Regions from separate parts of the Zea mays genome. Here region 1 is linked to region 2. The links are chromatin contacts, called in public Hi-C maps. All regions are on one chromosome and are shown on one strand. Each heading gives the region's core, a stretch centred on a gene start, on an enhancer-like site or on the middle of the called end of the contact. The rest is flanking DNA. Distances are from core to core; before and after follow the strand shown.

Region 1 (5,311 bases), core at 222-2,721, 650 kb after region 2:
ATATTATTATTAGACTGGATCAACACAGTAATCCGTTGATGATACAGATGGAGACGGGCAACTCAAGGCACTGACATGACATAAACACTAGTTAGTAGGCCAACAAGGCAAAAGCTTGACAAGGGCCACATTCACCCAACCGGAGCTTCACAACTTGGTCCATTGATAAGCTCGCCCAACTACCTTCACTACTTTTCTGTGCATGCAACTAAAGCAAGCATTTTTTCTTTTGACAATCAAGTCATTCTATAGCTAGTATTGCATGTAAAATGGACAATCATAGAGGCTGAGCATCCTCTGTTGGATTGGATCAGATACCTGAGCAGGGAAGCGGGACTCGCCGGGGCACTTCTTGTCCTCCCAAGCTGCTGGATCGATGTTGGATCCTCCGAAGCTTGCAGCCTGCGTTCGTCCCATAGACGATGAGAAATTTCCCCCTTCTTTTTTTATATTTAGTAACCACAAGCATGATTGAAAGATAAAGATGCTGAAATGATGGAATCATATGCATACGACTGATCGAGTAATAATGATGATGATGATAAACACAAAAGAGTAGAGTAGAGTAGGTATAGTTTGGACCTCACCTCAAAGATGCCGTGGAGCTGGTGGGTGGAGTAGTTGTAGAGGAAGAGGGGCAGGCCGGGCCTGATGGCCCTCACAGAATCCCTGTACCTGGACGGCAGCCCTGCAGGAATATGTATCGAGAGAGACGAAAAAAAATCACAACTTGGGGGAGTCGATCTTGGATCCGATTCGGTTAATCCTATGCTGGAATATGTACGTAACGTTCGATCAAATCAATGAATGGACAGGAAAATGAAAGAGATATTACCGAAGAGCCGCCTCTTGAGGTTCTCCTCCATGGTGTCGTTGTTGCAGACGAAGATGTAGCCGCCGATGGCCTCGCCCCTGGGCAGCGCCTCCGCCGCCGGCAGGCTCTTGAACCTCTTGTCGACGCCGGCGCCGTTGCCGGAGTTCTTGTGCTTCTTGTCGTGGTGGGCGGCGGAGTTCTTCTTGACGGTTGTGGTGGTGTTGTTGTTGGCCGGCCTGCTGCCGACGGACTTGTTGAAGTAGCTCTTGACGACGTCGTTGTTAGTGTTCTTGTTGAGGTAGTGGTCGATCATGCCCACGCTCATGCTCTTGCTGGCGACACCGGCGGCGTTGGCGTTGTAGCGGTCGGCGTTGGCCGTGGTGGCGTTGCCAAAGGCGAGCTTGGCGGATCCTATGAGGCCCGGGGCGTCGCTGAAGGAGGAGGGAGGATCCAGTGTGGTGGAGGACCAGATGGGGTCGGCGATGGAGAGGTTGGAGAAGTTGTTGTGCAGGCGCAGCTGGTCGCTGAAGTTCCAGAACTCGCGGTCGTAGGAGGCGGCCATGGCGGATGGGTCGGCGGTCAGAGGAGGACTGAGCTACCTCTCCTCTCCCTTCTCCCCTCAACCGGTGAATGGGCGGGCCGTGCAAGCAAAGGTGGGTGGGTGCTCGCGATGGGCCCCAACCACAATCAGGAGAAGTAATTAGTAGTGGTGGTGGGCCACGACGACAACCACTGATCGTGATTTGACGCTTCTCCCTCCCATGTTGCGTTCCATTCCGTACGTAGTTCTCCTTGCTCCCATGTTTGTACTCACACTATATATATGTCCATAGTGGGCCGGCCAGTTGGGTGGCACGAGACACGGCACGCGTCGGCACGGTCCAAACCCGGCCCGGCACGACAGTGTTCGTGCCCGTGCCAGTCCGGCACGCCCCCCATGCCGTGCTTGGGCCAATAGGACGGCCCACAGTGCTGGCACGAGCACGGGCCCGTTAAACGGGCATACCCGACTCGGGCACGACTCGGAGTGTGAGAAAAGAAAACCCTAGACGCTGGCTCACGCATAGGCAAACGAAAACCCTTACGGCTTACGGGCTACGGCGATTCTAGAAACCGTCTGGCGGCTGGCGGTCTGGCGCTCACGGCGATTCCAGAAAACCCTAGATTCCATCGTCGCCGCCTGGTCTCTGCTCCATCGCCGCGTCTCCCTCCCGACTCCCCTCGTCTTTCGGTCTCTGCTCCATCGCCGCGTCTCTGCTCCACGGGCCTCAGGTATTTCACCCACGACCCACCTCGTCTCCCTCCCGGCTCCCCTCGTCTTCAGGTCTCTGCTCCATCTCCATCGCTGTGTCGCTGGCTCGCTGCTCCATGGGCCTCAGCCCTCAGGTATTTCACCCACCTCGTCTCCCTCCCGGCTCCCCTCGTCTTCCGGTCTCTGCTCCATCTCCATCGCCGCGTCTCTGCTTCCGGTACCGGCGTCCCCTCCCAGCTCCCCTTCGCCTCGCCTTCCTGTATCGGTTTGGTCTCGATCTGCTAAAGCCGGTGTGGTCTCGATCTGCTAAAGCTCGTTGCTCCCAAGTCCCAACCACACAGTCGGTGGATCTGGTGCTCCGGGTAACGCAGGTAAGGTTGTAATAATTCGATTCACTGAACCGTAGTAGGTAGATCTATTGTCCCTCTCATTTGTTTTGATTTGGTTTTTGGATGAAGATCTCAGGTCGGCGCTTGCCGTGAGGGAGCCGAAGACGCGTGACTTCGTGGGTGTTTCGGTGTCGACGGGCGACGACAATGTCCATGGATCAATGTATCTCGAGGACCTTGAGGCAGCTTTTGAAGCTATGTATCTCGATGATGAGCAACAATTATCACCTGGAAGCAAGAGAAAGGATCAAGAAGGAAGCAAAGATGAGCAAGGGGGAAGAAGGAAAAGGCTTGAAATTCTTTTGGTTTTGTATCAATGTATTATGTTTTGTAATAAACATGGACTATGAACTAGACTATAAACTTTATAAGGAGCTGGTTGTACTCTTTTCCTTCCTAGGGTTTTCTCACGAGGTGTGAGTTTTTACCTAGAAAGGTTTTTAATGAACCAGCATTGCACTAAGGCCCCGATTAAATTTTATATTACCTATTTGTCTTATGTTTTGTGATGTTTTTATGTGAATTGTGATCTATGTATAAGATTCTATGTATATGTATTCAAGATGTTTTTATGTGATCTATGTATAAGATTCTATGTATTTATATGATACATCTATGTGTTCTATGTATAAGATTCTATGTATTTATATGATACATTTATATGATCTATGTATAAATGAGAAATTTCTGGCACGGGCCCGGCACGAACTGATGGGCCTACCGTGGTTTAAGCCTGGCCCGACCCATCTAATGGCTAGCGCGCCGGGTCTGGGCAACCCCAACAGCCCACGGGCTAGCCTGACCCCGCACGATGGGTGAACCGTGCAGGGCTTGGACTGGTGCCTCTCGTGCCGGGCCCGGCCGTGCCCGGACCGGACCAGCCCGGCACGGCCCGTTGGACATGTATAACTCACACCAAACAAAGCTACGCTACACACTCGTGAACTTTGCTGATGAACTTTCAAAAGGAAAACTTAGAATTGTAAGCTGATGTATCACAAATAAGGCCTTGATTATTTACCCTCTAGATATCTAGATTATATAATCCATAAGCTAGATTATATAAGACACCTGTCGTTCGTTTCACTTCTTTTCTTTCTTTCCATGTGTTATTGAGGCACTGGAAATACAGACAGATTCATATACCGCTTATTGGTTCGAAGCACGCGCGTGACGAGGCTCACCTCACGCTAGCCTACGCGCCAGGATACTACCGTTTTGGGGTACGTGTGGATGCACATAAATAGTCTCAAAATAACTTATTTTGCATTAGTTCATACAGTCCATGCCCTCCACTTGCAGGCAACCAAACAAACATTTAGACAAAGTTAACGCACGATGATGATCCAGATTATGACCATGCGGGTAACCAATTAGAAGGATAAAGGCTCTGTTAAGTCCAGTTGGAAAATAGTATGACATGTCACTGATTTATACAGGAGACAATTTCAACAGCTCAACCGAATTCTAGCCATTGCTTGGTGGAAAGAACAAGAAAAACACACACAAATAGTCTCTCACGCAACATCAGTTTTCATCTATAGTCTTTGTATGTACTTACATTCACACATCAGCTGAACAGCATCTTCCCGCAGTCTACATACTTTAGTCAAACTTCACGGGTCTCCCCTCCAGTGTTCCATGCAAAATCGTGCAAACCAAAGTCCACGCTACTTGTTGAGAAACTACTGCCAGCTCAGGCGCCCTAAATCCTCCATGGCTTGCTTGCTACACCCAGCTGATCATCGTTGCTTCCATCTAGCATCAGTAACATGTTATTGAGATTATTTAGAAAATGTCAACCAATAATGCATCTATAGGTTTTTTTTTGAATGAAGGTTGTTAAGACTAGAAATCCATACTTCCATGCTGTCTCAAAACGAAAAAGCATAAGGAGATGACAATGTAGCAAAACACAAGCAGCAGTCCCTTCAGATAATGTGATGATCCATCCTGCAAAAACGCATAGAACAGTCACTCTTTACCGCTAAAACCACGATATTGACAGAACTCCTATGGCCCCGCATCCTTAGAAACAAGGACACAGCCGAACCGCACAAGTGGACATTTCTTTTCTTAATAAACAAAATCAGCACATACAACTAACCACTCAAGATTCATGGATGTTCTGTCAATGAAAAATCCATGCGTGTTATCGATTATGTTCAAGCCGGATCGAGGAGGGTGCAAAAGAATACCTGGAGCGTGAAGGCCGTTACTAATATTGCAAGAAACAAACAACCAGTCTCAAGCAAGTTGAAATCAAGATCCATCGGGACTCCCATGATCCATGCTACAAGGACACTCAATGGCACCTAGCACATTTCGCTTCCACCATTAAAGTTTACCGATGCAAAAAAAGCACATGGAACTATCTCTACATTTAAGTTAATACACACCACAAACATGGAAATCTGCGTAGCGGACCCCAAAGATACTCCGAGGGTGATGTCCTGTTTCAGCCAACAATGTTATGTTAGTATCTGCTACCATAACATCGTGATGAGTGTGTAAGACCTCCTCGATTTCCCTACCAGATTGTTTTTAAACGCAAATATCACTGCACCAGCATGCTCTGCTGCATTACCAACTATTGGAATCAAGATGACGCTAATGAAACTGACAGATAGCTCCCAAGATTCCGATGCTGCCTGTTAAGTGTTAACAAGATTCTGTCATAAAACCATTAGCTGTACTACAACTTACTACAGTGTATGTGCTGACTGAAATGGGTAACATAAACATGGCATTGTACTCAGTGGTGCATACCTCAATTGTGCTCACAACAAACTCTGATAGGAGTGCTGTCATCAGGGTCATGACTCCCAGCCAAATCATTGCACTGGAAAATCCCAG
Region 2 (5,165 bases), core at 1,882-4,381:
CTGTTAATCCGGGGTGCAACACAAAGGAAAAGGCAAAGTAAACCTCGTGAAGGTAATCTCACCGCAGATCATCATCTGTAGGTTCAAGTCATGGTGGCGCAGCTTCATGGTGATTTTCGAATTTCAGCGATCGATTCTGGTGGCTTCGATCAAATCCCGTGCCCAATCAGAGGTGTTTGTTCCTCCCTGAACCCCGTAACCACCTCCAACACAGTCTGTGGAGCAAGGCGAATCAAGATGTAGACCTCATCCCAGTCTCTCTCTTTCCCGCCTGCTCGATGGCGCTCTGCTCCTTCCGATGGCTTTGATGCTCAATATATAGATCACAGGGCTAGGGGCGAGTCCGAGCTTGGCCGACCTGGTCCCGAGGTCCGCGCCCGTCGGCTTGAATCTTGCGGCATTTGGTTGGGGAATCGCCAGGATTCCGCGCAGGTCGTTGGGGAGGAAGACAACACTGACCACGCGGGCCCATCTGTCATCGCCTCAGCACGAAGCAGCCCACGCACAGTAGAACCATGTGCGGCTGCCACCCCGGGCCCACGTGTCGGCGCGCAGGTGACAAGTTGGGCCGTGCGCGCGGAGAAAAGCGGAAGATGGGCCGCGGGGGAGAAGAAATCGGCCCAGTGAGGTTCAGCTGAACCCTTTTTCTTTCTTTTTATGTTTTCTTTTCTTATTTCTTTACCAAATTTGAAACTTCAATTCAAATTTAAATCTTGTTTGAACTTCAACTTTCCAAATATATCCAAAAAAATCCTAACATGAAGAAAACTCCTATTATTTATTTATAATATTTTTATTTTCTTTATAATGTATATTCTTTTCCTCCTCTTCTCTCTTCTTTCCTCCATTTTTAAATTCTATTATTATTATTATTATTTTTAAACTTGTCTCGTGAATTTAAACACAAATGCACAGATACAAGAACCTCAGCATGGGATGCATATTTCCATATTTATTTATTTGCTATTTGACTACTTTAGTTCTCATAGTTGGGTTTGCAAGAAAATTAAATAATTCCCAAAACACTTTCATATAAATACATGTATTTATTTATTCAATTATTTTCACCTTGTAAAGATTTTGGGCTCTACACATGGCATTTTAAAATTGTAGTGATTTAAAACATATATTGTTTTGCAATACTTTACTTCCAAACATGCCCTCGGTGGTTGATCCTCTCGGTTCCAGAAAAAAAAGGCAAAGGTAGCAAGCTACACGATTAGGGGGTATTTGGGAGTGAAGTTTTTTTAATCGTTTTGGAAAAATACTACAGTATTATTTATAAAATAGTGTTTGACAAGCTAGCTAAAATCTTTATTTTCAAAACTAAAGTATTGCAAATACTGTAGTATTTTTAGGGTTCTAAACCTTAGTTTCTAAAATTGTAATATTTTAAACTGTGGTATTGTCTAGTAATTTAAAAATTGTGGTTTTCAAAAAACCCTGGTCCTTATTGGTAGGTGATAAGTGTCGCAAATCGAGGACACTTGGCCGCTTCTTTGTCGTCACTTGTAGGACTGATTTGGTGGATAATGATCACAAGGGGATATAAATAGTAAGGGGATTCCTCCCCATGAATTCTCTCGTGATCACTATCCACCAAATCAGCCTATAATTTTTTTTACCTTAGATACATACAATACACACCAGGGGCAAGGTAGGTAGTAAATAAAGGTGCACATACATGCACAAAATTTTGCAAAAATAATAATTTAGATTAAATTTTCACATTATAATCGTACACCTTTTTAAGTCATGTGCACTATCGGTTTTGCTCTATCTTGACCATTGCTGACAGCGGACGCAAATTAAAGGCGAGGGAGAAGAGATACGGGTATCTTGGCACGCATCGGCTTTGATGGAGAATGCATGGATGGAGCAGGGAGTGAGTAGAGATGATAATAGATACCCGATCCTCGATTACTTATGAGAAATTCCTTCATTAAGAATTTGTTTGGGAACCTTATTTTCTCAAGGGATTTTTATTTTTCTAAAAAAAATTAGTTTATTTTCTCTTGAGAAAATAGTAACCTCTTAGTAAAATGGAGTTCCCAAACTAGCTCTAAGAGATGAGAATGTAGAAGTTTCTTTTCCCGCGGGGATGTAAAAGGGGAAATTCTCCACCGACGAGTAAACGGGGACGAAGATGATCAAACATTCCTCATCCCTATTCTCCGCGGGGACCCGTTAAACTTACATGTAACAATGTTTTCATGTAATAATTAATTATAAAAATAAATAATTACATTGTTAAAAGATCACTTATTGTACAAATACGTTTATTTTGATGTACACATAATGATTTCTTACATTTGATATTGTGTATAAGTGACAATGTTTTGCGTTAATAACATATAAAGTACGTACTGATTATCATTTAAGCGAGGACGGGAATCCTCGACGGGGATTTATTCCCACGGAAAACGGAGATGGGAAAGAAATGTTCCCGCAAACGTTCGTGAGGATCCCCGCGTGAAAAATTTTTAGTCCGTGCGGATGGAAATGAGAACCTAAAATCCAACGGAGAATTCTCCATTATATGGAGAATAAAGATGGAAAATAAATGTCCCTCCAAATGTTTGTGGCCCGTGGGAAAAAAATTTGGCCGCGGGGACAGAAATGGGAACCTAAAACTGGACGAATAATTCCCCGTGGATGTCAGCCGATCAGTGCAGAGGAAACGTGTTGCACGGGAGTGGACGACGAGAGCAAGTGCTGCTGCTGCTGCCTCTCTGTCGGCCAGTTCCTTCGCGCTTTCCGTTCCGTTCCCCTAATCATTCACCGACGTGATGGGGAGGGGGAGGGCCCAGCCCAGCCCAGATGCCTGCCTGGCTCAACGGCCCAGACGTCACTACGTGACTCATGACATCATCCCACTCTTTACCGTCCGTCCGGACACACGAACCGAATCCATCCATCCATGGCCGACACTGCCAGGTGGGCTATCTCCCGTCGCTTCCAGCCATTGCCGTCCCCTCTCTCTCTCCATAAGCCAGCCACTCCGCTCGCTGCCTCGCTCTACCGACCACCGTGCGCGCGCGGCTTCCACTCGCGCCGGCCTGCCTGCCTGCCTGCGGCCGCAGGCGGCTTCCGTTGCCGCCAGGGCACCGCCCGTGACACCCTGATCTCCCCTCACCTACTCCTGGATTCGATCCCATCCAGCCCGTCCCGTCCCTCTCCCACCCTTTTCAGATCTGCCTGCGAGCCCCCGCCACGCACCCCCATGCCCATGCCCATGACCCCCCGACGCGAGGCCACTACTGCCAATGGCTCCCTGCCGTGACCGAGCCCATGGAGGACCTCGCCCCGGGGGCCCTCGCGCTCTTCGCCGCCGTCGCTGACTTCATAGACGACTCCGCTCCCGCTGCCGCCGGGGCCGGGATGCCACCGCCGGAGCCCGAGTCCGCGCCCGGGAGTCCCTGCTCCGACTGCAGCAGCGTCGCCACCGCCGACTTCGAGGGCTTCGCCGACCTCGCCTCCACGCTCGTGCTCGACGACCTCGTCTCCCCCGCCTCCGCCTCCGCCTCCGCCAGCTCGCTCCCCGCCTCCGGGCCCAGGGCCGCCAGGAGCGTCTTCGCGCTCGACTGCGTGCCGCGCTGGGGACTCCACTCCGTGTGCGGCCGACGGCCCGAGATGGAGGACGCCGCCCGCGTGCTCCCAACCTTCTTCCACGTCCCGCTCTGGATGCTCGCCGGCGACGCGCCCGTCGACGGCCTCGACCGGGCATCCTTCCGCCTCCCCGCGCACTTCTTCGCCGTCTACGACGGCCACGGCGGCCTTCAGGTTGCGCGCGCGTATCCACACGATTCGATTCACCTCCACACGCATAAGCTCCCTCATCAATGAATCCCGCTGCTGCAGGTCGCCAACTACTGCCGGGACAGAATGCACGAGGTACTGGCCGAGGGGCTCACCAGGGCAGAGCAGGCCGTGTCCGACGCTGACTTGAGTGGCCTTGACCCTAGTACTCACGAGCACTGGGAGAAGGTCTTTGTGGACTGCTTCAGCCGTGTTGATGCAGAGGTGGGAGGAGACGCGGCGACCGGAACCAAGCCTGTGGCTCCAGACACAGTGGGGTCAACAGCGGTGGTTGCGCTCGTCTGCTCATCGCATGTCATCGTTGCCAACTGCGGCGACTCGAGGGCGGTGCTCTGCCGGGGCAAGCAGCCCCTGCCGCTGTCCGTGGACCATAAAGTAAGTCGTCATCTCTTCTGGGGTCAACTATTATACTTGTTTCGCTCAATCTGTGGATTCTGTCTGGGTGCTAGCTTCATGCATTGCTCGTTCACTGTTCTGGTTATTCCAGCCAAACAGGGAAGATGAGTATGCGAGGATCGAGGCCCAGGGGGGCAAGGTCATCAACTGGAACGGCTACCGAGTTCTCGGTGTTCTTGCCATGTCCCGGTCAATTGGTACGCATCCCTGTCCTCTTCATGTCATGAGAGCAAACGTTGGTTCTTCAAGTCCTGAAAAACTACAGACTAGTTAATCAGACTACTTACGATATGTAGCTATCACCACTTGGAATGTCGTTTACTGGCACATTCTGTTCTTTCACAAGTTATTGGTTATTTCATTTGTTCCAGTTTCGCTTTAGGGATGTATGCTCTGATTTTGGTTTAGGGTTTAGGGAAAACCTAATGAGTTCCAACTTTAATTACGCCACTGGATAAAATGGTATGTATTTCAAACAGTTGTGTGGTTCGTGTAAAGCCTCTATGTGCATGTGTGGTTGGTTGCTGCAGAACAAAAAAAAAAAAAACTCGGCCGGGGAGGGAAAGACCGCCCTCCCGGTATTAAATTAAGAAGAGACCGAAACAATGGTCCCGGCCGAGAAAATCCCCGAACCCTGGCCCCCATCACTAACAGGTCAGCGTCAACTGTCCACTCTGCAACGGCTCAACCGGAGGGTGGCGCACAGGACATCGTAACCCGAGAGCGGATGGGGCACAGCGAGGGGATTTTTTTAACCAAGCCTGAAATTCGCTCCCGAGGGGAATCGAACCCAGGACTTGGAGGTGCTACTCGGAAGTCCTTAACCACTAGGCTAGAGGCCCTTTCGCGGTTGCTGCAGAACAGCTCCTGTAATGCTTCCATGGGAGTCTATAATCATGGACTCCGCAGTCACATTAGATGTTCAGGCCCGATGACCTGTGTTTTGCTGA

Evidence for each region. A called contact is a pair of places that touch in the nucleus more often than the background predicts.
Region 1: a contact with region 2 is called in a Hi-C map of ear, with 2.0 times the contacts expected there. The contact joins the promoter of LOC100502210 here to the promoter of LOC100283932 in region 2. A contact is called at or near these places in 2 of 25 Hi-C or Micro-C datasets (ear and endosperm).

The regions. Positions count from the first base shown.
Region 1 is chr8:80,221,756-80,227,066 of Zm-B73-REFERENCE-NAM-5.0, forward strand. LOC100502210 (DCD (Development and Cell Death) domain protein) reads right to left here and starts at 1,472. Exons shown (of 5, transcript NM_001196687.1): 1 at 836-1,472; 2 at 588-688; 3 at 319-402. The coding sequence starts at 1,376. It overlaps LOC541851 (calcium exchanger 1), which reads right to left. Exons shown (of 11, transcript NM_001111529.2): 6 at 5,225-5,311; 7 at 4,990-5,106; 8 at 4,855-4,908; 9 at 4,654-4,770; 10 at 4,318-4,408; 11 at 3,831-4,213. The coding sequence ends at 4,161.
Region 2 is chr8:79,566,152-79,571,316 of Zm-B73-REFERENCE-NAM-5.0, forward strand. LOC100283932 (protein phosphatase 2C ABI2) reads left to right here and starts at 3,132. Exons shown (of 4, transcript NM_001156830.1): 1 at 3,132-3,783; 2 at 3,862-4,194; 3 at 4,307-4,412. The coding sequence starts at 3,292.